Regions from separate parts of the Zea mays genome. Here region 1 is linked to region 2. A link is a contact called in public Hi-C data. All regions are on one chromosome and are shown on one strand. Each heading gives the region's core, a stretch centred on a gene start, on an enhancer-like site or on the middle of the called end of the contact. The rest is flanking DNA. Distances are from core to core; before and after follow the strand shown. Region 1 holds the start of LOC100127519 (ZCN8 protein). Region 2 holds the start of LOC103635837 (O-methyltransferase ZRP4-like).

Evidence for each region. A called contact is a pair of places that touch in the nucleus more often than the background predicts.
Region 1: a contact with region 2 is called in a Hi-C map of bundle sheath, with 2.2 times the contacts expected there. The contact joins the promoter of LOC100127519 here to the promoter of LOC103635837 in region 2. A contact is called at or near these places in 4 of 25 Hi-C or Micro-C datasets (bundle sheath, ear, leaf and 1 more).

Annotation. Positions count from the first base shown.
Region 1 is chr8:126,678,269-126,683,564 of Zm-B73-REFERENCE-NAM-5.0, forward strand. It overlaps LOC100127519 (ZCN8 protein), which reads right to left and starts at 2,168. Exons shown (of 4, transcript NM_001112776.1): 1 at 1,915-2,168; 2 at 1,650-1,711; 3 at 1,524-1,564; 4 at 420-824. The coding sequence starts at 2,109. The coding sequence ends at 595. It overlaps LOC103635847 (a long non-coding RNA gene), which reads left to right. Exons shown (of 5, transcript XR_004852027.1): 3 at 1-117; 4 at 3,456-3,493; 5 at 3,855-4,251.
Region 2 is chr8:126,174,670-126,179,408 of Zm-B73-REFERENCE-NAM-5.0, forward strand. It overlaps LOC103635837 (O-methyltransferase ZRP4-like), which reads left to right and starts at 1,449. Exons shown (of 2, transcript XM_008658215.3): 1 at 1,449-2,328; 2 at 3,486-4,082. The coding sequence starts at 1,534. The coding sequence ends at 3,785.

The sequences.
Region 1 (5,296 bases), core at 918-3,417, 500 kb after region 2:
AGTTTGATATCACTGAGCTTGTGCTTTATAGAAGGATGCCATAGATATAAGCTTGGAGTCATGGGAATTGGTGGAGGTGTGCCATCTTGAGAAGAAGTGATTAGTTTCCTCTCCAAGGTGATTCTGCTGTAAGTTAATTCTGAGAATTTGTAATGCTTTATAGCGTCTTGTTGACTACTTTCTAAGCAACTGGGGCACAATACTTTGAATGTGAATAAGGTATAATGTGCTCTTCTGATTGGAGCAAGGAATAATATACACTATGTGATGCTGTGATTGTTTTCCATGAAATATACTTTGGATAATTCAGACTGCTGAGTTTGTTTAATACCTGTTGAAACAAGCAGGTACTCTAGTAAGATCCTGAGACTGTACTTGCTTCTCCAAGGAGAATACTTTGTCTGATTAATCATGGAACATACTAGTAATATTGTGCTATATTCTGCTAAGAGACTAAGCTCTCAACCTTTCAAGTCAGTACAATCATAGTTTGAGATACATAACATTCAGCATATAGAGGTGGTGCATTGATTCAATATAGTGCACATTATTGATGATATTTCTATAGTGTGACCATGCAGTGGCCTATGGTTTCTACTCTTCCCTAAACCTTCTTCCGCCGGATCCACCTTCCCTTTGACAGTTGAAATATGTAGCGGTGGCAATGCTGAGGTGATATTGCCGTGCAAAGCTTCTGCAGTTGAAGTTGTGGCGCATTTCTGGTGCAAAAACTGTCCCCCTGCCAAGTTGACGGAACAGCACAAATACCAGCCTGTGGATGCCAGATCTTGGGTCCGGCCTCTCATAAAATATTAGCTCTTGGCCTGCGAGAGCATCCTGACATTATATACTGAATAGTTCAAGGAGCACTGAAGTATGTGGAAGCGTCGTCATTTATTGTTTTTAATTCTTTCAATTTAGACAAAGAGAAGCCTTTAAATATAGCTCCTCTTGTTTGACAAAATTAATGGCTGCTTTGTTTCCAATATCGGTTTCAAAGTCTCAGGTAAAATCGAGTATGAAAAAACTATGTAAACTAAAAAGTGTACTTGAGTAACTTTAGTATGGCAACTGTAAATGAACCTTAGTTCTGCTGAAATTGACACCTCAAGGTTACCAACCAATTAAAGAACAAACAGGGGCACTGTGAATCATACGTATACCAGTTTATTACACTGTTAAATACTTGTTTGTGTTTAATATCGATAATCCAGTCTCTAGTAATGGGCTGGATTGAAAGTGAGTTCTACCAGATTGCTTCTTTAGTTATGGTACTAAGTTAGTGGATTTCATGATATTACTATGCATGTAAGCGGTAAGCTGCCATATTGCATTCACCTAACAAGTTGGTCTAGCATTCAGCCTATGGTTGCTGATTTCATGTATTAATTGCATCCTTATCTGCATCAGTTCAATGGTAGCCAATAGGTCTGAGAAGCAAGAAGAGACTACAACCTAAGCTCCACAGATACTATATTCAGCAGAAACACAATGGAATGACAGATAACTATATGCATTCTTACCAAAGTTGACACTAGTTGTTTCTGGAATATCTGTCACCATCCTACACAATAGTGGACCAATATCATAATAAGGCAAAGCGAAAAAGAACCAAATCTAGGAAGTGGAACATATTGCGCTTTTTTTACCAGTGCAAGTACTCCCTTAGTGATGGATGGCTTGGACTTGGGGCATCCGGGTCAATCAGTACCTTTTCAAGTCGAAGACAAACAAGTTAGCATATATACATGTTTATATACTGCAAGATTTAGGCATTTTGTTCTTATTAAATTTGTTCAAACTAATATTGATAAATCCATTACAAAGTGCATAATACTTTTATGTGTAACATACCAAATGAATTGGCATAAATTCTCCAAAATGGTATCATTATCTGTAAATTGCTTGGCTTACCAGGGTGTAGAAAGCCCTCATGTCACTGCCACCGATATCGACTCGTGGTTTACTTACAACCGCGGATGGCTTTAGCTCAGCACTTGGCAGAAGTAGCCTATTGTTGTACGTTATTCTTAGTGGAATGGTTGGTGTAAAGGGATCCAATACATCCTGTATGACACGAGCCATAACCAAATGATCGGTTGCTGACATATATTGCAGAAAAATAACTCGCTAATGGTATTGGCCGTTGCTCTTATTAGAACTCTCAACTTCCTCCCTATGGGACTGAGGAAGCTGCAGTCTGAGCATGAACTATTTATACTGGAGTTGAGGAAGGCTGTCTTATTCAACTTCTAGCATTTGAGATACCATTGTCATGTCATACGTCACCCAGATAGCTGAATTGTGCTTCTTTGCCAAATCATGATCTCTGTGGTGTTTCAGGTTGCATATATGCTTTAGCAACTTAGTTATTAACATTGCTGGGGTTTGCTGGAGTAATAAAAGCATGTAAACCACTGGCAGCTTTAGTGCAACCAGCTGTAGTGGTGTGAACAATGAGGTGCATTTTAGTACGTTTTGTTTTCCTTGCAAGAGCATATCAGGTTCGACATTTCCCTCTTCTAGTCTAGTCTGAAAATTTGTGCTGCATACTCAGTGCATGTTCTTCCAAGTAAACGCCATACACTGGCGTTGAGCTGTATTTCCACTTGTTGAGAACCCACATGCTGTACAGAAGATCTATGGACTTATACCATTTAAACCTAGGGATCACAGATAAATCACAGTAGGAATAACGAAACACGTCGCATTTGCAAGGCTGTGATTGTGAGGTTGGGTGCATTAACACCATGAATAAGTGGAATCTTCAGCTGATGCTGATGAGGTAGTTCTCGTCATGGAAGGGACATGACTCTTCTGTTATTACCGAAGGAATGGCTGGAGCCTTTTCTTTTGTTCTGTGCAAGTACTTCAAATCTGAGCTAGTTCGATACTAGTTACTGCCTTCTTTGTGGTCTATTTGTTGCATGGGTGTTGTTTCTTCATTTGAATTCAGAAATTGCAGATGTCGCAAAGTAAGAATAGGAAAAAAAATTACAGCTGAATTACTTGAGTTTAGACCAGGAAGGCCTGGGTGGCTGGATTGGGTAGTGGGTACTGGGTAGCAAGGCGGTGAGCCATGGCGTCTTAACATCATTTACAAGGGGAGACTTGCTTCTGACAGGGAGAGTATCTAGTACTCTTGTTGAAGCAGGTTAAATGCAATTTTAGATGTCACCTTACGAGCAAACTCCCTTAGAATTTTTGAACCCTTTGTTTTGTTCTACGCAAAGTTTCGCCAAATGTCTAAGGTAGTTGGTGTCAGACTGAATCTGATCCTTGGTCTTTGGTGGGTTTCTATTTCTTCAGTTGCATATGATTTTTTTTTCTTCTTCTTCGATGTGTGTTTTTTTCTCGGGTTTGTTTGAACATGTACTGCGGCATAATATTATGGAATTACTATATATACATTTGTTCCCTGGCTGACTTGATTTATATTTCTCTGTGTAGTGTAGTGTTATGGAGTCCAGCAGGAGGCAAACATGCCCGCATGGTAATTTTTATTTCTCATGATGCATTAGGTTCACCTAGTGAGCTACATCCGTAGGATGACTTATCTGTATCGACAGATTCAGATTTGGTTTACACACGGTTTCCTGGGCGCACACTGGAAGATGACTAGAGCTTTTTCTTCATTCCATGATAACTCGATAAGGATTCTAGTCTGTCCCTCTCGCTAGCAAAGTACGATCCAGATGTTCCTTGGTCACATGGGGGGGGCGGGTAAATGTGAATATATACCTTAGAAGCTTTTTACTCTCTGTCGAGTCGTCCTATGACACTTTTCTGTGGGTATGGTCGAGTGACTGGGGATAATATCTGATTTATTTATTATTTTATTTTATTTTTGCCAGATGCTGAAGCCGAAGGAGCGGTGCGCTCCGTACTCCTCGGTCAATATTAAACATGAGAAAAGAAGAAGCATATCTTCCCCGGAGATAACAAAAAAATGTTCGCAAAAGGCACGCGATCCAATACGAGAACACTCGGAACACTGCTTTTGTATATCTTTACTGAGTGGACGATATTCGCCTGCCCTTGTGATTCTCTGTTTTGCTCGAATGGAATGGAATGTACATAGCCTGGTGTAGGTTTTCTTGCACATGCTGGTCGTCTAGATAGCCATCGTCAGGATCATGTGTCGCTGGACTTGTAATGAAAGTATATGATTTTACTGGAGTAACAATGCCTCCTCTCGTAATGGAAGTATATGTAATGTAATCCGCTGGTGTTGTTTGCCAGCATTCCTGCGGCGCGGACTGTGGCTGTCAGGTCTGTGCGATGCTTCTACATTATTGGCGGGCAAAGCCACAGCGGCATCTATCTGTTGCATCCAGTGACCGTGATGCATCTGCCAAGGCCCATTCTTTTCCCGGGCCGACGTAGACATCGATCGCCTAGTTCTTTTTTTTTTTGTTTTTTGAAAGTTTGCATCGCGTAGTTCTTCTCCACTCGATCGTGAAAGGCTGGAAGCAGGTGCTGCGCTACGTACATGGCCGGTGGCATGACGTCGATACGAAATCCGTCCAGATTCCTTCTGCTGGCGCAAATGCCATTATTGACGGGCGCTTCCTGTAGCAAAACACAGTTTGAGCTAAATCGAGTAAATACTCGAATAGAAATCCGAATATAAGATACATGTTTATATTTAAAAATATATTTATCAGTATTTGTACTTGGATTAAAATATGGTAAAAAGTGATAGTCAAATCTAAGTCTAAATATTGTTCGCCTAAAACGATCGTTTAGCCTGTTTAAACAACGCGTAAGATGTCGTTTCCATTTAATTGGGCTATAGCCATATAGCCCGTGCCCCGTTTAGGGCTTGTTCGGTTAGCTCTCAATCCATGTGGATTGAGTGGGATCGGATGGGTTTGAATCCCAAACAAGTCAAACTTCTTAAGAATTTTTTCCAATCCCATCCAATCCATGTGTATTGGGAATAACCGAACAAGGCCTTAGTGGTCTGTTTAGCCTAAATAACAGCTAAGCCGTTGATAATTGACTGTTCACCGTTTTGCGTTTAGAAAAACATTAGATTTTATGTGAAATCGATCTGTTCCCATCACTAAGGCCTTGCCTTGCTCGGGAGAGCTTCCGGTCTAAAAACGGAAGAACCAATTCTACACATCTTCCAACTTGAATTTAGGGTCCAACTAATAGCGAGAAGTCGGGCCAGTCCAACAACAGCACATCGCAGCCTATCTATGAGAACCCTTTATCTCATTGACGTCCTAGGCCAGCTAGCACGTCAGAAGTTTCCTATTCCTGCACGTACACGCGAGGCAACAGAGGA
Region 2 (4,739 bases), core at 199-2,698:
ATTTTTTTTAAAACATGTCCTCCTATGAGGTGGCAATCTTTTGGAAGTAACTTGGTTTCGTTCAAAGTTTCAAGGTCCTCAAGCATAATATAGACCCAAATCGAATCTAAAAGTGCATGCCCAACATCTTGAATCTAAAAAAAGCAGAATAACCAAAGCGTGAGATTTGTGACTTGGATCTTAGGGTATCTTTAGTAGACTTACTCATCTTGTCTCATCTTCTGTTTCAAATTCTACTATGTAAATACTGTAGTTTATGGTGTAAAAAAGTGTTTTTGTACATTTATACGCATAATCCACTCGTTATAGCCTTAGGATATATGTACAACCCACCTAAATGAGGTGTCTTTTGAGGAGTCTTTAGGGAGCTAAGTAAAAAAAAATCAAGAGACAAACTCTTTGCGAAGAGTCCGTCTCTATACGACTCTATATACATATTGTGTTTTGACTGTATTATGATTTAGGTGCTCAGAGTTGTATCATATAGTGTGTTTTGTACGTTTATATGCACAATCTGCTAGTTATAGCCTTAGGGCATATACAACCCACCTAAAGTGTATCTTAAGGGGTATCAAGAGAGTAAATGAAAAAAAAACACAGAAGACGTATCTTGGTGAAGTAACGTCTCTAGCATGGTTCTTTAAGTATGGATACAGTTCCACCCATACAACCCACATAAATGAGCCTTATCTTGATGGTTTTTTGGGTTGTATGAAGAAGTTTTCTATATACATCTAGTGCTCGAAGAAACGTAACCTAGTATCTATATCTAGGTTGTACATGCCCTCTCTCGCGATTCTCACCGATCAGGGTATCTTAAATGTGCAAAGGTTGCCTCACTATCCAAGGTCATGTGCCCAATGTCCCCTCAATAGCATTTTATTCTCCTCAGCACTAGCTATAGAAGCGGCTCGAATAGCTGAGGAGAATAGTAGTGAAGGTGGTCCAATAGTTATGTAAATTTTAGCTCTCTAAATCATAGATTTAAGAAGTTGCTAAATGACTTTTGGAGTAAAAAAATATGAGTTCTCCAATAGTTCTCTAAATATAGGTTGTAATTTTGTTTTGTATTTATCCACATAAAAAATAAGTCACAAAAACTATATAATGCAGTCAACATTTTTGTTTAGTGAGTTGTTAAATGGTTGCCAAATGTAGAGAGAAAATGAGGTTAGATGACAAGTTGTTAAATTTAGAAAGTTCATTTAGAGAACTGTTGGAGAATAGTTTTCATGTTAACTACCTAAATTATTGATTTAGAAAGTCTTTTAGAGAACTACTGGAGTTGCTGAACGGTAACCGATGGAATCAGCTTTATTTGTGTCGGCGCCCATCATCATGCTTTTATAACATATACTACTATAATTTATGATTATATTTATCATAAATCTATATTAAATCACGTATCAGGGAGTTATAGTAATCTCTTGAACTAGTATATATACACATGACGCTGCGCGTTACTTGTGTCTCCATTCCCACCTCTCGTAGAAGCAAAGCTCGACAGTAGCTACCACACCACTTGACTTCACCATGGCACTCGCCGGCATCACCAACCAGGACTTGCTCGACGCACAGGTTGAGCTATGGCACAGCACCTTCGCCTACATCAAATCCATGGCACTCAAGTCCGCCTTGGACCTTGGCCTCGCCGACGCCATCTACCACCACGGCGGCAGCGCCACGCTGCCGCAGATAGTTGACAGGGTCACGCTCCACCCGTCCAAGACCCTCCACCTGCGTCGCCTCATGCGCGTGCTCGCCACCACGGGCGTGTTCAGCGTCCAGCACCCATCGCCGTTGGGTGACGACAGCAGCAGTGCCAGTGACAGTGAGCCTGTCTACAAGCTCACAGCAGTGTCCGCCCTCCTGGTCGGCCCGCGCCGCAGCCACGTCCCGCTCGCCGCCTTTGTCGTCGACCCGGCCCTCGTCACGCCCTTCTTCGAGCTCGGCAAATGGCTCCAGCGCGAGCTTCCCGGCCCGTGCATCTTCGAGCACGCGCACGGCCAGACCATCTGGGAGCACGCCAACGGTGACGCGGCCTTCAACGCGCTCCTCAACGACGGGATGCTCTCGGACAGCCACTTCATCATGGACATCGCCAGCAAGGAGTGCGCGCACGTCTTCCAGGGGATAAGCTCCCTGGTCGACGTCGGCGGAGGTCTCGGCGCGGCCGCGCAGGCCATCTCGCTGGCGTTCCCGGGCGTCAAGTGCAGCGTGCTAGACCTCGACCACGTCGTTGCCAAGGCTCCCAGTGACACTCAAGTGAGCTACATCGGCGGCGACATGTTCGAGTCTGTACCGCCGGCAGATGCCATGTTCCTCAAGGTAATTAAAGCCATCTCTCCTGTTGCACTGTATGTTTGCAGTACCTTGTACTTGTTGTAGATTGTAATATAAAATATTTTTTAAAATTATAAACCATATTGACTTCGCTAGACATAGCATATATATATATATATATATATATTGCATTTTCTCAAATTAAAATTCGTTTTAGGTTCATATAACACACTTTTATATATATATATATATATATATATATATATATATATATATATATATATATATATATATATATATATATATATATATATATATATATATATATATGATTTATATATATGTCTAAGTTCATCTTTATCTATTTGAATATAGACGTAAAAACCAAGAGTCAAAACGACTACTATTTTAAAAATGAGGAAGTATATTTTAGAACAGAGGAACGAAGCTTTAGTCTATTAACAGCTGAATGAAAAAAAATCTTGATAAACTAGAGCGCTTCACTGTTGGATGTCAACATTGTCTTGATAAAGAGGAAAATGAAAATGACTTGAAAAATTGAGGTTCCCAAATTAATTAGCACTAAAGTTGAATACATTCTGTCGGGGGAAAATAACATGACGACAGAGACAAACGAACCAGGCCCCCTTTTTTTCATGTAAGATGCTGATAACGATATATACTACTTTCCCGGGGCACGTGCATCACGCCACATCATTTTCTTATAGAAAGTAACTTACTGCTTTATTGGTTGACTGGGCGTCACAGACCAGGCTCGTGCCATCCAGACTGGTTAGAAACTGAAGTTTTTAACTCATGAGCAGATGCAGTAAAACAGTCTTAAAATAAATTATTTTACATCCACTCGTGTGGCTCACGCTTCAAATATACAGGCAACCAAACAAAGACTTAAATAAAATCAATGCGCGCAGTGACGCAGGACGAGACAGTACGACTAACCAATCAGACAGTTAATGTGTGTCTGAAACTGAAGTGGTTGTACCGCACCATATACTTGTAAATGGAGCAATTAAGTAGCCATGCACTTGCTTTTTAAACAAGCTGTCACAACTCACAATGGTACCCGTAGCTTTCTTTTGTGATTGCGTTAGTGGCAAGTGCATATATAGAAAGCAAAAAACACATGCTGATGCAGAAAAGAGTGGAGTTGTCAGATGTAAACAGTGGCTATTTGATTTCAGTGGGTTCTGCATGACTGGGGCCACGAGGAGTGCGTGAAGATACTGAGGAACTGCAGGAAGGCCATCCCTCCGAGGGAAGGAGGAGGGAAGGTGATAATCATCGACATGGTGGTCGGGGCTGGGCCGGCGGACCCGAGGCACAGGGAGATGCAGGCCCTGTTCGACCTCTACATCATGGTCGTCAACGGCATGGAGCGGGACGAGCAGGAGTGGAAGCGGATCTTCGTCGAGGCCGGGTTCACCGACTACAGAGTCACGCCGGTCCTCGGCGTCCGCTCCATCATCGAGGTGTACCCTTGAACGAACGAACGAACGAACGTCGTCTGGTGCCATGTGTGTGTGTTTTTGTGGGGGGGTCATCCTCTATTTTCTTTTTTGGTTTGTTTCTGCATTCTGAAGACACGGACAGTGCTCTCTGCTCACGGCACATGCTGATGCTGTTCTTGGTTTTTATCTCCCACCATTGTCTGCCGGTACCCCCTCCTCCGGATTAGGTTACCCTTGATAAGGAAGGATATACTCCTTATTTAATGGCCAAATGAACATCTCTAGTTCTTAAAGGCAACTTGAGCCTTCAAAAGGCAAGGTTACCTACAATCCCTGCATCATCACTAAGATCCTTGCGTCTTTGGATACCACAAAGTGGCTTAGCTGCCACTGCCATGCATGATGCTCCTGTGGATTCATAATAATCCGACATAAGACTGCTGGCTCTCCGGTGGTGGTGCCCGAATAAAATCTGCACGCTTTTTCCAGTGCCGGCCACACCATACTGCGTGGACATAAACCTGCAGGCTTATCTTAAAAGCCTGCTGTATCCTAATAACACTGGCTAAAAATATTCTGGGTCATCATGGTCATAGAGACTTCTTCTGCAGCAAAGATCCATGTCTACGACATGAGTAGTGATACGGTGAGATCATCCTCGAGAGAGAGAGAGAGAAAAAAAAACAGTTCTCTCATGAGAGATGCAGTGACATGCATCGATCTAAGCAAATCGTCCATCTGCATCGCCATCGCATTCGTGCTAGCGTTTTTTTAAGGTCTTCGCAGACACGGTCCTTCGTCCCTATGCCGGCCTGGTTTGATGGGATGATCCAGGGTCTGTTTGGTTATTGCCCTGTCCTCGATATGTGCAACAAAATCGGACCATATGCATGAGAACTCGGACGTCTAGAATACATGTCTGGACCAGACAAAATTTGAGAACACCAACCAAACAGATCTTTAGTCCGAGTTTTCTGACCCGCCACA